Linked DNA regions of Mus musculus: region 1 is linked to region 2. Evidence: chromatin contacts called from public HiChIP or PLAC-seq data. All regions are on one chromosome and are shown on one strand. Each heading gives the region's core, a stretch centred on a gene start, on an enhancer-like site or on the middle of the called end of the contact. The rest is flanking DNA. Distances are from core to core; before and after follow the strand shown.

The links. HiChIP or PLAC-seq counts read pairs in DNA pulled down with a chosen protein or histone mark.
Region 1: an RNA polymerase II HiChIP or PLAC-seq map of embryonic stem cells shows a contact between it and region 2, with 28 read pairs. The contact joins the enhancer-like site here to the promoter of Rpusd2 in region 2. A contact is called at or near these places in 5 of 39 promoter capture datasets (the 3T3-L1 cell line, the HPC-7 cell line, HPC-7-derived erythroid cells and 2 more), 2 of 15 datasets of contacts at CTCF or cohesin (CD8 T cells and the NIH/3T3 cell line), 3 of 484 Hi-C or Micro-C datasets (the Ba/F3 cell line, the N1E-115 cell line and embryonic stem cells), 6 of 115 datasets of contacts at active chromatin or transcription factors (CD8 T cells, the SCID.adh cell line, embryonic stem cells and 1 more) and 3 of 9 other capture datasets (adipose tissue, liver and pancreatic islet).

The regions. Positions count from the first base shown.
Region 1 is chr2:119,083,606-119,088,207 of GRCm38.p6, reverse strand. It overlaps Knl1 (kinetochore scaffold 1), which reads right to left. Exons shown (of 24, transcript NM_029617.3): 13 at 1,558-1,648; 14 at 616-732. Among named protein-coding and RNA genes, the nearest start is that of Rad51, 27 kb to the left of the region's middle. Within about 2 kb of position 1,832, at least 6 of the 459 cell types and tissues checked have an H3K27ac peak or open chromatin away from gene starts, as enhancers often do. A contact at or near this core is called in embryonic stem cells, where this site is marked.
Region 2 is chr2:119,032,715-119,037,708 of GRCm38.p6, reverse strand. It overlaps Rpusd2 (RNA pseudouridylate synthase domain containing 2), which reads right to left and starts at 2,919. Exons shown (of 3, transcript NM_173450.3): 1 at 2,241-2,919; 2 at 495-791. The coding sequence starts at 2,885.

The sequences.
Region 1 (4,602 bases), core at 583-3,082, 52 kb before region 2:
TTATGGCAATTCTCCTGCCTCAGTTTCCTGTAGGTATGTGCAACAGGCACAACTATTTTTGAATTTTTATTTCTATAAAAGATGAAACTGTATAAAACACTTCATGTACTTGTTTGCTGATACTTACTAAGCATCACCAGGCTACTGTGCTTGCTCTTGTGTGCATGCATAAATGCTGTGCTCACTGGCACGAGCATCCCACTTCTGTCTCCCAAATGGGAGACTGAACAAATGCTAAGCAAATGTCCTACCACTGAGCTACAGTCTCAGCCCTGTGTGTAAGGCCTTTTTAAAAGAAAAAGGATAAACATATGCATATACATATGCAACTGAATATGGATATAAAGAAGATAACACTGCCTTCCGTGTGAATAGGGACACAGAATCACAAGTATTTTATTTCAATATGTAAAATGGATGACAACATGTGAGACATAGGCCATATTAGTAACTATACTTCATTTAACTCCCAGTGCCAAAACCTGAAGCTTCTGGTTTCTAGAACTTCACTTTTGATAAACAAACTTTTATCCAAGCTTCATTTACATGTCTCCTAAGAAGCATGTCATATTTTATATCTACTATACATTACTATATATCAACATCTCAAATTACCTCAGCTGAATGCACCAATTTGTTATACAGAGCCACTTTTCCTTGGTGATTGAAGACTTTTGTCATCTTGGTATAACGTGATTTGATTTTGTTAAGGTAAATCCCATAGTTCTTCAGCTGTATGAGAGAGTTAAAGAGTACATGTTACTAAAAACAAATCAGAGAAGGTAAGTTAGGTCTGGGAAGGCGAGTTCAATTGCCTGTGCTGGGTTTTGCCTAATCTAGATTCCAATTCCTAAGACAAGAATTTTTCATTTGCAAATTGGCAAGCTGGAAGTCACTATACAGATCAGGCTGGTCTTAAATGTGTGCTCTTTCAGCTTCTGCCTCTAAAGTGCTGTGATCACAGGTATATGCCATCACACTTAGGCTCTGCATATCTATTTAAGAATATAATCAAAAACTTCAGTTTTGATTCTTTCACTTATTTTATAAACTAGAAAATGATTGGCTCTTAATTAACAAAACATGATTATATATTAGGGTACATGTAAAATAGCTAATCAATTAAAGGAAATCTTCATTTAAACCTAAGGAAAATGCAAAAAGAAAAAGAAGCTGGGAACATCTTATATATTTTTTACAGGTTAAATTAGATATCATACATTAGAAAGGTTATATTTAACAATTACTTGGTAATAATTAGATAAGACCACAGCAACACATTAGATCTAAGACTAAATTAAAAAAACTCCATACTATCAAGTAACAGTTCTTTTTTGCTTATTTGTTTGTTTGTTTGACACAGGGTTTCCTTGTGTAGTCCTGGCTGTACTGGAACTAGCTCTGTAGTTCAGGCTGGCCTTGAACTCAGAGATCCACCTGCCTCAGCCTTCCAAGAGCTAGCATTAAAGGTTGGGTATATCACCACAGCAGGCCAAGCAACAGTTCCAAATGTATCAAAATGTGTCAATTCTTATTCAGAAAATGGCATAAAAATACCTCTTCATCAGAGTAGTCTTTCACTTTTTCCCACAAGTTCCTATTTACATCCGCCAATAGTTTATTTTGGTTCAATGCAGATATCTTTAATCTAAAACAAACAATGTTAATACAGGATTTAGAATTCTGCTTGAATAAACAAGCTTAAACATACAGCCAAACAATTATTTCTAGTTTTTTTTTTTTTTTCCTACACAGGAGTAGTTCACTCAGGACACACAGCTAGCGTGATTATTCAACATTTAAAGAACAAAAGTTAAGAATGCAGTCGGGCACACCTTTCATCCCAGCACTCAAAAGGCAGAGGCTGGCTGATCTCTGTAAATTCAAGGACAACCTTGCCTACAGAGTGAGTTCCAGGACAGCCAGGGCTACAAAGACAAATCCTGTCTTGAAACACACACACACACACACACACACACACACACACACACACACACACACACACACACACACACACACACAGAGAATGTCACAATGTGGGATAAATTCCAGGGTCAGAGAGGCCAGAGTCCATTGGTACCTTTAGGGGATGGCAGGACTTGGAGAGGGTAGAGATGGCAGCAGGGGGGCGGGGGTAGCACCTGAATTTCTGAATTACTAAGGTTCCAGCTTCCAGGGTATTCAGCAAAAAAGGGCAAAGACTTGATTTTGAGTCTTAGGACAGATCTAGGCTGAGTCCCTGAGACTCTCAGCCTCTGTGGGCATGGTAGATTAGGCCAGGAGTCTAGTCCTCCCATCCTGGGATTCTCAAACTTTCCCCAATGACTTACTCCCACAGCCCATCATGGTGTCCCTCTGCTTGCTCTATCTTCCCAATATGTTTTGGGATTCATTCCTTGCATGACCACTAACAGCTTAGGCTCTAAACTCCAGAGGTCAGGATCCCAGCAAGTGCAGCAGCCTCTGGAGGCTGTTGAGGCTCACTTCAGCCCACCACCAATCTTCATTCAGGCAGCAGTTAACCAAGACCCTCTAGAGACCTTGCCAGTAACATTACCCCTCACTCTGAGGGCCTCCTCTCCATGACTCGAGCCAATCATTCTGAAAATTCAAGCTTCCTACCCTTTAAGGCTCCCACCCACACCTGGACGCCAACTATAGTACTCTGTTCATCTGCTCCTTGGGGTTGTTTGTTTTCTTCTGTTTGTTTTTCCTTCCTCCTCAGTTCAGGCATTTGGCTTTTCCAGAAATGACTGCCCCTAGTTCTCCATAGCCTACACTACATACGTCAAGGCTAGTGTACCTTCCTTATAAAAATCTGACTACCTCCAGGATGATGCCTTCTTACCACTACCTGTACATTGCTTATATTATTTATTGTCTTATGCAAAGCAGATACTGTACATATAGAATTGTATAAGATGGCTGCATTTGCAATCAAGGGATGGTACACACCTATATTTCCAACACTTGGGAGACTGGGGTAGGAGCATTGCCTAGAATAACTAGCCTAGACTTCGGTCTCTTTTGAGGCACTGTCTCAAAAAAACGAACAAACAAAAAAGAACTTATACATAAGTACTAATTTTAGTGATTAAGAGCTTGCTATTTGGAGGACCTGAATTCAGTTCACAGCACCTACACTGGGTGGCTCACAATTGCTATTAACTCCAGCTCTAGAAACTCCAACATCTGGCTTCTTTGGGCATCTGTTCTCTCTCTCTCTCTCTGCATCTGTGTTCTCTCTCTCTCTCTCTCTCTCTCTCTCTCTTTCTCTCTCACACACACACACACACACATACACTTTAAAATAATAAAAATAAAATTTTAAAGTAAAAAAAATTAGGAACCTTCTAAAAAGGATTCCTACACTCTGTTTGCTTACTGTAAGTGAAAGCAGTGCTTTCAGGTTTAAGATGTCATTGTATAATTGATGTGAAGTTGTAGTTAGTTTATAAGTAAAAGTTCTCAATTTAGCTCAAAGTTTATCTAATTTATACAAGATAGCATTTATAAAACACAGACAAGTTAACCTGGCACAGTGGCACACACCATGCATATTAAGGCTGCTGTGATTTCTTAGTATGAGCTATAAAACATGAGTTCTGGCCTGGCCTGGCAATGAGACATTGTTCAAAAAAGAAAACAATAAGAAAGCTGTTATACTTTCAATAGTTACTAATAAATAGGGGAAGTAAATCTCTATCTAAAACAAAGAAGACACTTGTGATACTGAGAATTAGGCTAGACCCTTATGCAAAATTATGCAAGTGCTCCACTGAATGATATATATCCTCAACACAAAATTATAAAATATAATGCCGGGCATGGTGGTGCACACCTCTAATCCCAGCACTCGAGAGGCAGAGGCAGGCGGATTTCTGAGTTCGAGGCTAGCCTGGTCTACAAAGTGAGTTCCAGGACAGCCAGGGCTACACAGAGAAACCCTGCCTCAAAAAAAAAAAAACCAAAAACAAAACAAAACAAAACAAATTATAAAATATATCAAGCAACAAAACAAATCTAAACAAGATCTACTTTTTAAGGCTAGATTCCATTTTTTTAAAGATTGATTGATTGATTGATTGATTGATTTATGTATACTTGAAGGAGTTTATGTACACTATGTACATGAAAGAAACCAAAGAGTTAAGGAGAGGGCATCAATCTCCTGACTGGAGTTGCAGGCAGTAGTGAGCTTCTTATGATCATACTCACTAGCAACCTGTCCAGGCACCTGCATTTCACTTTCTAAAACAATATTAAGAATCTTATCTGTCTTATTCAGTGATGAGCCCTAGTAATTAATGTAGATTCTGGTAAACAGCAGGTGCTACATAAATATGTTGAATGAACAAAGAAGAATCAGACAATTGGTCTACCATCATTTTTTGTTTGTTCCTTCTTTTCCCCTTGTTTGTTGAGTACACAATGTGTATATGTGCACATTAGTGTGTGTCTATGGGCATGTGTGTGGAGGTCAGAGGACAATCTTGTTATCACCTGTTTAAGGCCCGAATCCCTTTTTTGTTTTTCTAATGCTGTGTATAGCAGGTCACATGACCCTTGAGCAGCTAGGGTCTCTTGTCTCTGCCTCCCATC
Region 2 (4,994 bases), core at 1,670-4,169:
GTGCACGCGCGTGCGCAAACGAACACACACACATACACATACACATGCAGAACACTCATATAAACTAAAATGAATACATAATAGAAATTCTTTTAAAAAGAAAATATGAACTGAGAAAACATTTACCTCACGGGGCTACCATAAGCGTTTCATAAATTGGGTTCTAATGTGTTGGGGATTAAGTCTGGCGTGTGCTCAATGAGCGAATTATGATCCAGATGCAGAGCATAATCACCACCAGTAAGAATCTTACTTGCACCTCTTTCAACTTTATCCTACTAAGTGAGCTCTCTTCAAAATCTTAACAATGTTTAATGTTTCCAGAACAGCAAACTACCAGGGCCATCTCCAAAGCCCTTCTGAAGCATACAGGATAGCTGTCTTTGGAACTTCAGGTGCTGAGCCTCCTCAAAAGAGGAAGGTTGTAGATGCCCCTCAATCTACTTTATGATTCCTCTGTGTTCCAGTGTACAGCAGGCAAAAGCCTGACTCACCTGCCGATCCCGAACCTGCTCATGGATCTTCTCCGAGACTGCAGCTGTCTTCGCAAACATGAGCACTCCTGAGGTGAGGCGGTCCAGCCGATGCAGTGGGTGTAGCTCTTTCAGTTGGTGCTCCTTGCCTAGGATGAAGATGACCGTGTTGTGTCGGAAGCGGCCACAGGGGTGCACAGGAATGGAGGACGGCTTGTCTATAACAACCACATCGTTGTTCTCAGCTAGCAGGTGGATAGGCTCTGCTGTGACTGGTGGCTCATGTCTGTGCACTGTGTTCCGCAAGAAATCATTGTCCTGTCAAAAACATACGCAACATCAGCCTGGGACCAGCAACCTATAGATAGTCAGTCACCCCAGCTCCTCAGTTCCTTACTGACACAGAGGAACGGTCACAGTAAAGCCTTCAATAGAAAAAGAAGTGGGTGTAGTAAGATCTCATTTTGTAAAAATATACACAGGCATACAGCTAGTTTTGAAAAATATACAAAGTTGATTGAATTTCTTGGTGGTGAGAATGAGTATTTTTGCTTCTTTATATACTCTTTACAATAAAGTTGTATTTTAAGATTTTTCATTACATTCATTTATGTGTGTACATGCATAACAGCGGCACACGCAGAGACAAGAGGTTGTGAGTCTTAGTGGCAAGGACCTTTACCTACTGAACATCTCACCATCCTGACAGAAATATATTTGAAAGTAAATGTCTTTTAAATAGAGAGACAACCTCTACTAGTTACGAACAAACAACACAAGTTCAGAGCTCTAGGCTCTACACACAGATTTGATACAAGCTCACTACATACTCTTGGGCAAGTCATTTTAACGCCTCTAGGACTTGGTTTAAAAACCTATGGTTTTCAAAATCTGTATGGGGAAGGTTATTTCCAAATCCTGAAATTCTCCTTTTCTCCTTACAATCTCTGTGAGCCAGTGTTAATGATAGTAGTCTCACTGAATTTAAAAAAAAAAAAAAAAGGCTGGAGAGATGGCTCGGTGGTTAAGAGCACTGACTGTTCTTCCAGAGGTCCTGAGTTCAATTCCCAGCAACCACACGGTGGCTCCCAACTATCTGAAATGGGATCTGATGCCCTCTTCTGGTGTGTCTGAAGACAGCTGCAGTGTACTAAAATAAAATAAATAAATCAAAACAAAACACCTGCCTAGTATCTATCCCTGACTTCCTAATTCTATACACATGGGAAACGAGTTTCAGTGTTAATATGAGCGCACACTTTGGGAATCGTACTGTTGCCTTACTTTGAGGTTCAGTTTGGTCACAAAGGGGAGAAGAAGCAATGCAAACTCCCCAAAGTTGCCACTTGAGTTTAATGTTAGAGTGCACAAAACGCTTAACTTTGTTCCTGATACAGTTAAGAACACATAAATGAGGTCTCTATTATTATTTGTACAGAGATATATCATGCAGGGTAGAAAGTAGGCAGTGCCCTTGCCACAAGGCAGATATTAAAGGAACATGAGAATTTCCATTTTGTTTGTTGGAAACAAACAGCCTTGCTGGCAAGGATGATCAGGTTAAGTTCTGGAGCGTGGGAAGGCTATCTAACCTACTTGGGGCTGTGGGAAGCGGGGACTAAAAGAGCACCAAGAGAAAATGAGATTGTTTCTGAATTACCATCACTTTACTCCCATACTTATAAGGTGTGTCTGAGAAAACAAACAAACAAAAAAAATCCCAAAACCTTCCCTCCTTTTCTCAAAGCTAGTTCCATCAGACACCACCTTGAGCACGATGCTGAGGTCCTGGACTGGTTCCTCGTTGAGATGCAGGCGTCCTGCCCGGACAGCGGCCTCGTAGTAAGACAGTGGCTGGGATCGGAACTCGGTGCTGAAGACGTGCAACAAGCTGCGGCCCACCCAGCGACCTTTACAGTAGGTCTGGAAGTCAAAGTAATAGGGCCGCACCTTGCGCAGGCCGCCCTCGAAGTAGTAGGTAGTCTCTGCGAAGTGCTCATCGCTAAAGCTCACCCCGGTGCGCCGTTTCTTCGGAGGCGGCACGACCCGTTCCCCAGTGGCGCCCCTCCGCTTTTTCCTCTTGCCTGAGTCGGCGACTGGAGCTGGGGTCTGCTCTCCGTTGCTCGGGAGCTGCCCTTCGCCTCCCTGGGCCTGGTCCCCGCTCTCCGGGACCTGCTTCCCTACCGCCGCCGGCTCCAGGCGCTCCAGGAGCGGCTCTCCGCTCGTGTTGCTACCAGCATCTCCATTTGGCTGAACCAAAGCCTTCAGCCCGCCCGCTGCCTCGGCTTGCGCAGACAGTGCCTCAGTCATCGCCTTCCCACAGCTACCCCAAGTCCGGACAAAGCTGTGGGACCAGAGCGCCACCTGCCACTGCACAATGTCCCGTAGGCAGCCCGGGACACCCCGCCACATGACAGCACGGCTAGCCGCTTCAGGGTCGCAATCTGATGGCGTCACAAGGTAACAACCAATCAGGAAGATCCCAGTACAGAGGCGGGTTTGCAAGAAGGGAAAAGTGAGTTGTTTTCAGAGTTAGGTGTCTGAGGAAGTCCTTGCTTGGAGTACCCTTATGCCCAAGGTCACAGGTAGACTCATTGAAGAGATCAGATGGTATTTCCTAAAGGAAATCTTCGGGAGTGCTCCACATAAAAGACTTGAATGGAGATGATGGTACACATTTCAAATAGATAAGCGCTATTTTCCTGGGTCTGTAAAAAACGCCTAAAAGTGTACTTAAAAGAGGCAGAGCCCGCAAGGTATCGCACACCTGTAGCTCAGAAGGAGCATCAGGAGTTTCAGTTCTATGGTTATTCAAGAGTGTGTCTCAAAATAAAAGCAGACAAGCAAAAGAATAGTAATTATTATTGTTTTAAAAAACGAATACAAGGCAAACAAGCAGGAAAAAAGTACCAATCAGAATGAAAGTTGCTACAGCTATGACTGTATTAGTACCAATTTGTCTACTTTGCTTTTACTTTTGAGGGACAGTGTTGGAGAATCCTAGAGTATCAAGCACTCGTTCATTTAAGTATACCCAGTACTGCTATTGTATGACTTAAAGGCTGCATATTATAGTATGTTACATACCTTGATAAAGCTATTATTATATATATTATATATTACATATTATATATAATTGTATATGTACATATGTATTATAGACATACTCCCCAGAAGCAATTTTTTTCACACCTGCCCTTCCTGCTAACAGCATGAAAAGAACTAGAGATTGCCTATTTGACTTCCATGAACTCTTATCCAGAACCACTTGCACATTAGAACTTCAAATGGATCAAAATTTTATTGCCAAGGTCTTATGTGTGTATGTGTGTGCCAGTTGCATGCACTTGTATGTATGAGTGTGTGCAAAGGTGAGAGGTCAACCTCAGATGACCTTTCTCTGGTGCCGTCCATTTTGTTTAATGAGACAGGGCCTCTCACAAGCATGTACTGCAATGCCCACCTTTTTAATGTCGGTTCTGGGGATCGAACTGAGGTCTATGTTGCATGACAAGCACTTTACCAACTGAGCCTAGCCCTTCCTTTATCTCCCTAGCCTGCTAGGGTTCTTAAATGCAAAATGCTGAAAACTGCACTGGCTAACTTCATCAGAGCAGGGATTACTGGGAGGATGTTAGTACTTCATAGGATTCATAAAAGAGTTGAAGTATAGACTGAGGAAAGAGACCAAATCAAGGCAAGCAAGGCCTCTGAAAACTATCTGTTGCTGGAGAAGAACCCCACTTGGGATGCTGCCACTGTGAGACTTGCTGCTGTGCCAATTACTCTTTGCCCCCACAACCCTTTGTCCCTTGAAAATCACTAAATATATCAGTCTCTTTGTGATCCTATCTCAAGATCTGGAATCCTACAAGGGAGCCAAACTTCCAAGAGGGACTAAATCTGTCTTTATTTTACAGAGTGCCTGGCAATAGTCAGTAATCCCATTATTCTTCACAGTGGGATTTCTCCAAAAAATGTAAATATTTGATTGCTAGTGTCTAAAAACAGGACAAGTGTCTAGTCCAGTTCAAGTATGTGAGCATGAACTTTCTCATGGGCGTTTACTATACAAAATGTTAATGTTGGCTTAGACTATTCTTATGCATTAGCCTTCTGGAGAAGATCAAGAGATGATTTTTATCTAAATGCTTCTATATATCAAAAGTCCCACAAAGGGAGGTGGACATAGGAGGACCAGAATTGTTAGGTCATCTTTGACTAAATAGAGAGTTCAAAGTTATAAACAAAAATTTCTGGGGGGAGGATATGGGGGACTTTTGGGATAGCATTGGAAATGTAAATGAGGAAAATACCTAATTAAAAATAAAAAGGTATTCAGACAATGAAAAAAAAAAGTCTCACCAAATGAAGTGAAGGACAGAAGATGTCCGTGTGGTTTTACTACAGATCAGACTGAGATACCTGAAGCTGTAGAAATCTTTATGCTGAATGCCAGATTCCTAATTACCTGCTTTTTAAAACAGAGGTTGGATTTTACACTGGCTGTGAATACCATAG